Linked DNA regions of Mus musculus: region 1 is linked to region 2. Evidence: chromatin contacts called from public HiChIP or PLAC-seq data. All regions are on one chromosome and are shown on one strand. The core of a region is the stretch at or near the end of the contact, and the rest is flanking DNA. Distances in the headings are between cores, read along the strand shown.

Evidence for each region. HiChIP or PLAC-seq counts read pairs in DNA pulled down with a chosen protein or histone mark.
Region 1: a contact with region 2 is called in an H3K27ac HiChIP or PLAC-seq map of embryonic stem cells, with 23 read pairs. The contact joins the promoter of 4932412D23Rik here to the enhancer-like site in region 2. A contact is called at or near these places in 1 of 39 promoter capture datasets (the 3T3-L1 cell line), 1 of 15 datasets of contacts at CTCF or cohesin (large pre-B cells), 19 of 484 Hi-C or Micro-C datasets (the C10 cell line, the C2C12 cell line, embryonic stem cells and 6 more) and 11 of 115 datasets of contacts at active chromatin or transcription factors (embryonic brain, embryonic stem cells, extraembryonic endoderm stem cells and 3 more).

What each region holds. Positions count from the first base shown.
Region 1 is chr16:42,873,597-42,879,346 of GRCm38.p6, forward strand. 4932412D23Rik (RIKEN cDNA 4932412D23 gene) reads right to left here and starts at 1,991. Exons shown (of 4, transcript NR_040521.1): 1 at 1,836-1,991. It also overlaps a transcript of Zbtb20 not described here.
Region 2 is chr16:42,780,479-42,785,600 of GRCm38.p6, forward strand. All of the region lies in intron 1 of 4932412D23Rik (RIKEN cDNA 4932412D23 gene), which reads right to left. Among named protein-coding and RNA genes, the nearest start is that of 4932412D23Rik, 93 kb to the right of the region's middle. Within about 2 kb of position 1,908, at least 134 of the 459 cell types and tissues checked have an H3K27ac peak or open chromatin away from gene starts, as enhancers often do. A contact at or near this core is called in the C2C12 cell line, embryonic stem cells, extraembryonic endoderm stem cells and 5 more, where this site is marked.

The DNA.
Region 1 (5,750 bases), core at 741-3,240, 93 kb after region 2:
ATATCTCATGCCCCACAATTAGGGCATTCTTAATACATGTCTGGGGTGTCTCTGTCTGGGAGAAACAAAAACCCACAGTAGTCAGGGTAGCCATGCAATGTAAACATGAACACTGAGATATTCCTTAGAGCTCAACGCCTTTTAACAGCAGAATTGGACAGTAAAAAATACAGGTAGTAACACCCAAGGCCTCACCTTGTCACTGTTATATATTTTACATAGTTGCCCTTATGATTCCTCATCATAATCCTCACATTTACAAAACACTGCAAAGTATCTTTAAAAATTTATGAGAAATGATAAGAATTTGAAGTAGTCATTTCTTCTTAAAGTTATGGGGTTAAGTAGTTGCCCACTTTTGTTAAATTTTACTTAATTTTCTCACGTGAAGCTGATTGTTCTGCACAGACTATTTCCTGTAAAACTTTTACTTAGAGTTTATACACAAATTTAAATCCACACTCGGTAGCACTTTTTACTTTGAACATCCTTCAGTTCTCTTATATTTTAAGCAATTTCTAGATTCTGATAGCCACACCCATAATCTTCAGAAAGGCCCTAATGTACTAATGAAGTCAAGGCCTTGTGCTATTTTTTTTTTTTAAGTCAGGGCTAATTTTGTTTTGCTTATGGTCTGCCAGACTTCTACTTAGTCAAAGCAAACATTTGGTGTTCAAAGTATTTAGTGTGTGTCAAGGAAACCTACGTGAAATCCAGGCTTAAACTTACTTCAAGTCTACCAGAATCTATTTTTCAAGTCTATAATCTATAAGATTATTTTCTGTATTAATAACCAATACTACAAATACAGTTTCTTTGTATGGTTGGTGTTTCTGACAAATCCCTTTCGTGACAAATTAAGCTCCTTAAAAAGTATTAGTTCTTATTTTGGCAGGAATTCTTTTTCTTTGTAGAGTGAAAAGCCATTCTTTTTTCCATCTTAGTCCTTTTAAGGAATTCTTTTCAGGAATCTATCCTTGGCTTCCTGCTGGCCTCAGGCCTCACCCCCTTCCTCCTCCACCCCGCCCTTGCCTGACCAGTATTTGTTAGAATTTGGCTCTGGGGAGTACTATGCTGAGTGACAAATGGATGAAGATGAAGGTTTTATTGAAGCATCTGAACTGCATTTAATTTTCCGTGTTGCTTTATTCCTTCTAGCTCCCAGGATATTGAATTTTGTGGGCTTCAGTTGGGTCGTCAGTACTTCAGGCGTTTAGTAATAAGAAACATAATCTGCTTTTTCCGGTAGGATAATAAATCCTCATTGATATTAAGGGCGGCTCTCTGCAGACGGTTTTACACGGTATTTTTCTGTAGAAACACATTCCCTGGGAGTCCTAAAACTGCTCCCGCCTCTCTGTCTCCCTGGGCCTCAGGTCGCCTCCCGCCCAGCGGTCCCTCCCACCGCCAGGATCCTGCTCGCTAGGACATCCACTGCCCGTGACCACGACACCCCTCCTCCCTGCACTGAACCCCTTCCCTCCCCTCCCCCTCTGGGCGAGCCAGACAGCGGGTAACCGCCGCCTCCGCTGGGGCATCCCGGCTCCATAGGCGGCGCGCGGCAGACACCTGCTTCTCACTGGCCGCCGCCGCTGCCCCTCACCCCGCAGTCCCCGCGACAATTGGCCCCGGGCCGCCGCCCGTCATCCTCTAGCCCCTCTTGGAGTCCCGCCTCTATCCTCGGGTCATTTAAGTTTATCACAAATAAATAAATAAAGGAGGAAATAGAAATGCGTAGAAAGTAAAAGCAGTCAGGAGGGGGCGGGGACGTGGATGAAAAGGAGGGTGGGGAAGTGGAGGAGTAAACAACCAAACTTGATCGTGCCTATACTGACCAATCACCGATCACTACAGTCCGGTCTGACGGCCTCTGTCGACCAATAGTTTCCCAGCTCTTGGATCACTGAATAACCAGAGACAGCTGGCCTCTCTACACAGGGCGCTGGTGGGCGGGAAGAGTTGAGAACATTGACCAATAGACTGTTAAAACTGCTCTGAGTGAAGTTTCCGCTCACCAGTTGATGCTTGAGATAGCGGATTGGGTGTCTCCTAGGCCAATCAAAGATGACAGAGATGAGAGAAGGGGCAGTTAGGGGAGGAGCCGCGGAGGGGAGGAGGAAGAGTGCATTTTGTTTATGGGCGGCAACCTCACGAGGGCTGTCCAAACGCTATTGGTCAGCTGAAGCAGCGAGTGGCATGCGAGCCGCCCAATAGTAGGACAAGGTAGAGGTTCGCGGCTTCGGGCGCCCAATGTGGGCCTTCTGCCGAAGAAGTAGGGGCGGGGGGAAGTTTAGGAGTTGAGGAAAGAAGATTAAAGAGCGCGAGGAGGTAACGCCAAAAACTCTAATTTGTTGTGGGGCGGGCGGGAGGGAGGGGTGTGTGCGTGCGGAGCGCGGCCGGGCGTCTACGAGTCGCGGGGAGTCGGGGGTGACGGGCCGCCGAGGAGGGGGCGGGGTGGGGCCGTGGCGCGAGTTCCGAGCCGCAGCCCGGGGCTTCTGCCCCGCCCCGCCCCGCGCGCCCTCCCGCCGCCCCTCCTCGCGCCCGCCCGGCGGCCTCGCGCGACCCTGCGGGGAGGGTCCGCCGCTGGCCCGGGCGGGGCGTCCGGTCGTTGCCACTGCGTCTAGTCTCTCCTCCCCGCTTCTGGAGTCGCGGCTTCCCAGAAGAGGAGCTGAGGGGCACCGGCCGGGGCTCCGGAGCTGTTGGCGGCGCCGGCTCCCGCCCCTCTCCTCTCCCTCCCTCCGCCCTCCCAGTCGCTTTCCTCCCGCGCAGAGAACTGGCTTCGGAGAACCCGGGCTTGGGCGCGTAGCCCAGCCTGCCTTGCTCTCACCCGTAGACAGGGGGGCTTGGCAAGGATTGAACCCTGTCCTCCTCTCTTTAGCCTTTGGGCCCCTTCCGAAACATTAAAAAAAAAAAAAAAAGTTAACGCTCTCTCATACCTTGAGACATAAAACAAAACAAAACAAAATAACAAAACCTACCCCATCCCCAAATACAGGAGTATGGTTTTGAAGTTCATTCAAATGTGGTCCTCTAATTGTTTTAATGCTTTTCCCTGTGTGGGGGGCTCTCAGTGTCCCCCTTCAGCCCCTCCCCTTCCTAAGGATGCAGAAGAGGCAGGAGGCAGGGATTTCGTAAAAGTTGTATTGATAAACACACTTGCACAAGCATATGCTAGGCACACACACAGACTATAAACATTAGCGAAAAACACAATATGGCGTACAGCTACGCTACCTAGCTCGGTAATCTGATGATCTCTTACTCCGAACCGGGTCAAATCAGGTCTGAAGAAGCAAGACAGTTCTCCAGCAGAAATCTGAATGGCATGGGAAAACATTTGGAAGCCTGCACCTGATGGTATAGTCCTCAGAATCATTGGCCCAGATTTAAGTTGAACATGTTACCTTTTTAGACAGTGAAATTTACTATTTTTTAAACACACACACACACACACACACACACACACACACACACCAGAATGTTACTAAAGTGGACTTTTCTCACTTTGGTATTTTCTGCTATAAAAAATTTCAGCGTATACAGTGATTTCAAGTGAACAGTGTTCCAAGTTACTGCTGCAACTTGTTGCCATTGAAAAACTTAGAACATCCAAATACTAGTTTATGGAAAAATAGTGTGAGCTCTCAATTCAAGGAATCAATGGCTAGTTAACGCTCTCACAGGATTTACTGGGATTCCTGGTTTAGCTTCTTGTCTCAAGGACATTTTTCTATATTGTGGGAATAGACCCCAACCCTCTGACCCTCTCCACAAATGACTATGTCAGGATCTGACTACGTTTTGTATTTTTGCGTTACAGTTAGGTTTGACTTGACTTCTAGGGAAAGTAGATGAAACAAACCAACAAACAACTCGCTTATTCTCTCAGATCCTTGCTCGTTAGAATTCCTAATAAATCGTCAGAGTGCCCACGCAGGTAGGACATGGTGGTACTCCAGCATCTCTTGAATCCTCCCAAGAAACTTGGTTTTAGAATTGTTGAAGAACCACAGATGGTTCTGTTCAGTTGCTCTAGTGTAAAAGCCTAAGATTGGGGTTCTGAATTCCATTGAATTCCATTTGCAGAACTTTGTGTCTGAGGTCAAACGGTGCTGAAATAAACCTGTGAGGAGAAGAAATTGGAGTTTTCTGGAAGTCTCTGAGCTGCCCAGAGAGTGAGGCAATCAGGCATTGGGGCTTTGATTCAGGTCTTAGATGACAGAAGTACAAGCATTTCAGCTATGAAGAGCAGGTTGACAGGTATACCCCCACCAGGCTCCAGAGCAATAATGCCTTTTCCTGATGACCTTCTAGTGTTTATTAGGTTAGAAAAAAAAGCTTAAAAATGATTAAATTTTATCCATGTTCTGGAAGCTGTCTTTGTTTGTCTGCCTAGGTAGGCCAGCATTTTGGGATTCTCACTATACCAAGATCCTGAGTTTATTGACTAGGTAATGAGGCAAAGAGTATGTTTTTTACTTGAGGGCAATGCTGGGGGTGGGTGTTTAGATCGGTTAGATATGGTGTTGACTCTGACACCTAGTTAGGTGGCAAGGCTTTGGGACATATAGCGTACTCCTGTTTGCCTGTATGACTTTGACTGATTGATAAAGGAAAAAGATAGAAGAGCAAAGCCTTTTCAAGTGAGTTGTTTTTGTGTCATTTCTGCAGATTTTCAGAAGACTTTTGAGACAAACTAAGCTTCCCAGATAAAAGCCTAGACTGAATAACTAGGCCATTTAAAAGAGCAATAAAAGCTACAACTAAATTCCTGTAAATGATTTACAACATAAATGAATTTTAAATTATTTCAGATATGGAAGGGAAGTTTTATTTTCTGAAATAGTCATGGCAACATCACCAGCAGTTCTGGATACTTGGGATGGAACAGTGACGCGAGGGGGAAATTGTTGGTCTCTGTGGAGCTTAAGTCATTAGGTAATGGACTTTGTCTACTCCTCATTGCTAAGAGATTATTATTTTTTAATTAAACAATCCAGCAGCTTTCGTGTTTTACAAACTAGATTTTAAAGAAGTTACCAAGTTTGAAGGTATAGAATGTGTTTATGATTACAAGACAATCTGAAAACTTTTATTTAAATAATTTATACTCTTTGTTTTTGTGAAATGTTTTCATAAAATTTCAGAAAAATCATTGATACATAGGGGCTTTAAATTCTTATTTTTATCATATGTTTGGAATAAATAAAATGATGCTTTACAGTAAAATCTTGTGTTTTCACATTAACTGTAAAATTTCTATGTGGCATTGTCCTACTAGCAAAACTGATAAACCCATTAGCTCACTAACACACGTTAATTTTTGTGTAGGATTTACTTTAGGAATTTACCCGAAAAATCAAGTATCTCAAATTTCCCCAGTTTTAGTTTTAAAAGGAAAAATGAAAGTTGTGACTAACTCGCAGGTGACATTAAAGAGTAGAAAGAAGACTGGAAAACAAATAAACAAACTAACTTTGTTTTTAACCCTTTCTTTTCAAACTCCAAAATCACTTGATTGACATTGCTCTGGTTTAAAAAACCTTTATGATGCAGGAATACTATAGGAAAATTTTTAGCATTATTTTAGCCATTTTGTCTATAAGAAAAAAAAAATCTAGGTTGTAACAGAAGGAAACTTGGTGCCTGGTTCAGTGAGTACTGTATGTCATTGAATTTTAAGTGTGTGGCTTCAAGTGGTGAGGACCTCACCTTCTTAGCAGTTGGTTGCTAGCTCCCAAATGACAAGT
Region 2 (5,122 bases), core at 658-3,157:
GACCTTGTCCAGGGAGGGTTGCCCAGCTGTACCAGCTCGCCTGATATTGTCCTCATTTTACAACCACAGTGTTTACATCCTGGAGAGATTTTTCAGACCTTACCATCCCAAGATAGGATGGTTTATATTAAATTTCAAATTCTGGGACAAATGGCTGAAGTGCCTATTTAACATATCAAAGCAAATGTGGCATCCATGTTCTCCCAGCGTTCTTCAGCCCCTACCTGCTACAAGTTCTTCCTCGTTTGCATCTCTGCCCCCTACCCTGAACTCTCTAGCCCAGGGGGCTGGATTGCTCCCCCCTATATGATCCAGCCATTTTGGTTACCCACACTTTTTGTATCTTTGCCCTATAGGTTGCTGCAACTGGTTCCCTCTCTCTCCTCTCCCTTCTCCTCCCTCCCATACTCCGATGGCTCAGGGTCATGTCCACTCGGGATTCTCCCAGATGTCTCTGAGTCTGGCTAAGCTCCCCCTTTCATCTACAATGACATCCCTCCTCCCCCATATCGAGGAGCAGTTCTGTCTTTTCCTTTTTATTTCTTTTTTTTTTTTTTTTTTCTAAAAAGGAAAGTCTAAAGCATCACTTGATGAACACATTTGAAATCACTGTTTGGTTTAAGTAGAAGTGGTTTCCAAACCCTGATGCTTAATTTCAAAAGAAATGAAAATATTTTTTGTCTTATTTCTCAAATGAGCTTGAAATTTTATATATTGTAGCGTTTACGTGACTAGTGCTGAAAGAGTTAAAAGTCGGAGGTTTTTTTTTTATCGCCCTCTGTGAAGTCCCTGGATAGGATCTACTTCTGACCTCAGCTGTGGCATGTGACAAGTGCTTTGTAGCTTCACATCACAGCTGCATGAGGTCACTGGCAATCCTTTCAGGAGCTGATCCCGCAGCCTCATTTCCTTGACAGAGTAAAGCATTTTACTAGATCTAAGATTAGGCGTATTTGTAACTGGTACGCAAATTATCAGTTATTATTTGGTATTCACGTTACTGCCATGGTTTCTGTGATTCATCCAATGCAGTCTGTGTAAAAAGCAATGACCTCATTCTTTGCTGGATCTAAAATCAGTCATGGTCACTAAAGCCCCTTGTTCTACACAAAAGAAAGAAATCAGATGACCTTTGCTCTGACCCTTGACTTGATATTTACAAAAGCTAATTATGGGGAGGGCCAACTCTCTTTTATCATTCAAGGACATTTGGCTAAGGTCTACTCCTTAAATAAAAAACAAAATGTCATTCAGAGGGCTATTTAAGGCTGTATACAGTATAAGGAAATCTACTCTGATGTTAATTTGGCGTTTTTGGCCATCAACATTGATTTTCTCAAAGTCAATCACGTAAAACATGGGAGGGGTTATATGTCTCTCATTAAAATCAAAGTGGCTCACTAACAAAAGGGAGTTGGTTATCTGGAGGTCTGGCAGTTGGAGGTCAGAGAGACACGTGGTCTGATAGCTTCAGCTAAACCTCTCTCAGTTTTCACTACCACGCCCCTGCCCCTGCTTCTGCTGGAAAAGAACTACCAGGCACTATGCATTGCTTTAACTCTAAGGGCTCTAAGGGTTACTTGGTTGATAAGGAGACCACCCCTAAAACAGAAGGCAGCCACTAATCCCCAGTGGGATTATTTAGTTACCTTTATTATAATAACAATGCTTACAAATACAGGTTTAAGGTAAACAAACATTCAGAAGAAAGAAAAAGAAAGAAAGCATCAGATAGTTAGAACAATGGGAGACACACAGTCCTTTTTTTCCCGGGGCTTCCCCTTGGCTGGCCTTTTCTTTGGGGAAAAGTAGAAGTCTGAATTCTTTTGTTCATTTCAGCCACCGCCCTTTTGCAATCTGAGTCTGAGCAAGGCTGCCACGCCCAGGAAAGGGACAAAGGCAGAGAAAGGGGATCTCTGGGCACTGACACAGCTCCACTTACTTAAACAGGACTCATTTGTTGGTCTCAGTAACATAGCTGTACACATCAGTTACCATCTCTATAAACAAACAATTAAAACAGGGGCATAAAATATATGCATGCTCTGAAATTCTATCTGATTAAAGTATTCTTTTCCTAGAAAGACAGGCAGCCAGAGTTCTACTCGTTTCAGAAAAAGGATGAATGCTGCCCCCTCTTGACTAAGTGCTGGATACGCTGAACAGCCATAAACTCTAATGGCTAGCCAGTGGGAATAAAGATCCTACTTTTGTACAGAGAATTTTAATGAAATCTTAGAAGCTGGAAGGTTAGAGGAAGCTCAAAGTTTATCTCAATGGGACTTTTATAGGTTTCTGGGAGATGGGTCATGCTTTATCGATGCGCCTGCATCTTCTCAGCTGTTTCTGTTTTGTAGATTCTTAATTTTGCCTGGAATAATCATTTGAGTTTAGTGCTCTGTTTCCCCGATAAGACTGATAGACTCCTTGAGAATATGAGCCACTGCCACCCCTCCTCCTCCTCCTCCTCCTCCTCCTCCTCCTCCTTTACTTGCCTTCATAACTATCAGAATACCTTCAAAGATTCATGCATAGTGGGTATTCAACAATACATAAGCAATCTCTAGCTGGCGTCACTATAGTTTATGGCTATGAACAATTGGTTCTCTCTGAACTCATAAATTCAGCTTGGGTTTCAAGTCAAGAAATTTTGTTTTGTTTTGTTTTATGTTTTGTTTTGTTTTTGTTTTTTGTTTTGGTTCTCGAGACAGGGTTTCTCTGTGTAGCCTTGGCTGTCCTGGAACTCACTTTGTAGACCAGGCTGGGATTAATGAGATGAGATTAACTCAGAAATCTGCCTGCCGCTGCCTCCCAAGTGCTGGGATTAAAGGCGTGAGCCAATGTCAAGAAATTCAAATAAGTGCTGTCATTCCTTAATCTTAGAATCATTTAAACTTGGAAGCATACTCGGTTTGCTTATAGGCACCAAGCACTAAAATACATGTTATAGACAAAAAAATACTTTTAAAAATAAAAATTAGGCCAGGCGTGGTGGCGCACGCCTTTAATCCCAGCACTCAGGAGGCAGAGGCAGGCGGATTTCTGAGTTCGAGGCCAGCCTGGTCTACAAAGTGAGCTCCAGGACAGCCAGGGCTATACAGAGAAACCCTGTCTTGAAAAACCAAAATAAATAAATAAAATAAATAAATAAATAAATAAATAAATAAAAATTAAAAAGTACAGGAAAAAAAAACCCTAGTCATGTTACACACAGGTGTAATGTTGAATGTAAGAAAACTGACTTAAGACAAAAAACAAACCACACACACACACACACACACACACACACACACACACACACACACCTGCATGCTGCATGCTCCCTTGCTCTAGAGCCTCCAAACAGTGAAGTAACACACACACAGTGCTAGGAGCCTCTTTGGAAGAGCACTGGCTAGAAGGGAGCACACAAATTGCTTCTAGAATGTTACTAACATTTTTGATATTATTACTATTGAATCAGAGGCACAGCCGCATCCACTATGAGGCATCTCATTAAGCTCTATGCTTATGATATGTGCACTTGTGTACATTATGCTTCATTAAAAACACTTACATGATATTTTTCTCAGACCCCAAGAAACAGATTTGCATATTAGCTAAGACACATTCTCTCCATTGTAGGTACCTCTGCTTTAATTAATGAAGCTAATCAAACTCTCTTAGCTATCGATCAGACAGCAAGACATCTTCAATATGTGGAAATTTTCTAGCAGGATATCTGTACATCGGTTTCCAGTTTCTATGGCAACTACCAGGCAACTACTCTCCTTGAAAAAGAACATGTTCTTCTTCCTGCCCCTCTCAGGCCGCTGATATATTAACACTCAAACAATAAAGTTATTTCATGCATGCAAGCCTGCTTTGTGGAGTAAGGTGGGTACTTTCACAGTAAAATTCCAATTTTTAGATCTTCATCTGCAAAAATGGCCACATGTCCACGAATTTGAGACAGCCCAACAGGAGGTATATGGGAGAGTTTGGATGAGAAAAGGGAAGGGGGAAATGATGCAATTATCTTATAATCTCCATAAATAAAAGACATACTGTTTTTTTGAAAGGTTTTGTGAGGAGAATTTATTACATTAAAATGTGAAGCAAACAAGGCCTGGCAAACTGATCCCAAGAAATTTCAATTACTGGGGAAATGTCTTTGCTGATCCAAGTCAGGAGACCCATGTCCTAGGCAGTCTTTAAGGTGAAACTTGAAGTATGCTACCTAATTTCTTTTTGCCTTAGTTACTCCAACTGTGAAATGATCCTATGACTTTGAAGTCACAAAGGCTCGAATTTAGAAGTGAGTAATGACTGGAAGAACAATGTGAAGCTCTGCAGGCGACTGAGCTTCAATTTGTCCCTGCCACATGATTAGGATTTTATGACTTGCGGGCCAGTTACTTCCTTGGCTTTTCAGCTTTATTACTACAATTTCCTGTGAGAGTATAATTTCCTGTTTTTCTCTTGCCTTCTTTTTACTCTGCCTTACCACATTGTGTTGGTGGACCATGACGTGGTTTTTAAGGCAAAGACTCTGCAGAGTCCTTTGTGACTGGCCAGTCAATTCTAGATGAGTCCCCTGGCACAGTGGATGAAATTTTTTGGTAATAAAGGGTGTGGGGGAAGATTGGCTTGTGTTCAAAGGCACAACAGAGAGAGGATATTTAAAAGGAGGATGTTCGTTATTAACTTTGCAGAAGCAAGTTAGAAAGACACAAACCAATTGCTATTAAAAACTATTGTAGACAAGAAAATTCTGTGGCATATTTTAAACAGATGAAGCATAAGCTAGAAAAACAGAACACTTCTTAAAACAAGAAGGGACGTTGTTAACATTACATTGGGTGTAACTCCCGAAACTATATGAATGTCAAATCTTCAACAGCTAATAGAACTGAGTATAGAAAATTAAAACATAAAAAAGATTGGAAGATATGTTATGATGCTGTGCACAACTAAGGACCCCGTGACACTGAATAGAAGTTACGAAGAATAACAGGGTGAAGAAATAGCAACCTTTCATACTTATTTTATTAAAATATTCTTGAGAAAATATCTGAATAAAATAAGATGGGATTCTGTGAGAATAGAGGATTAGATAAATATAATTAGAACAAAGTTGATG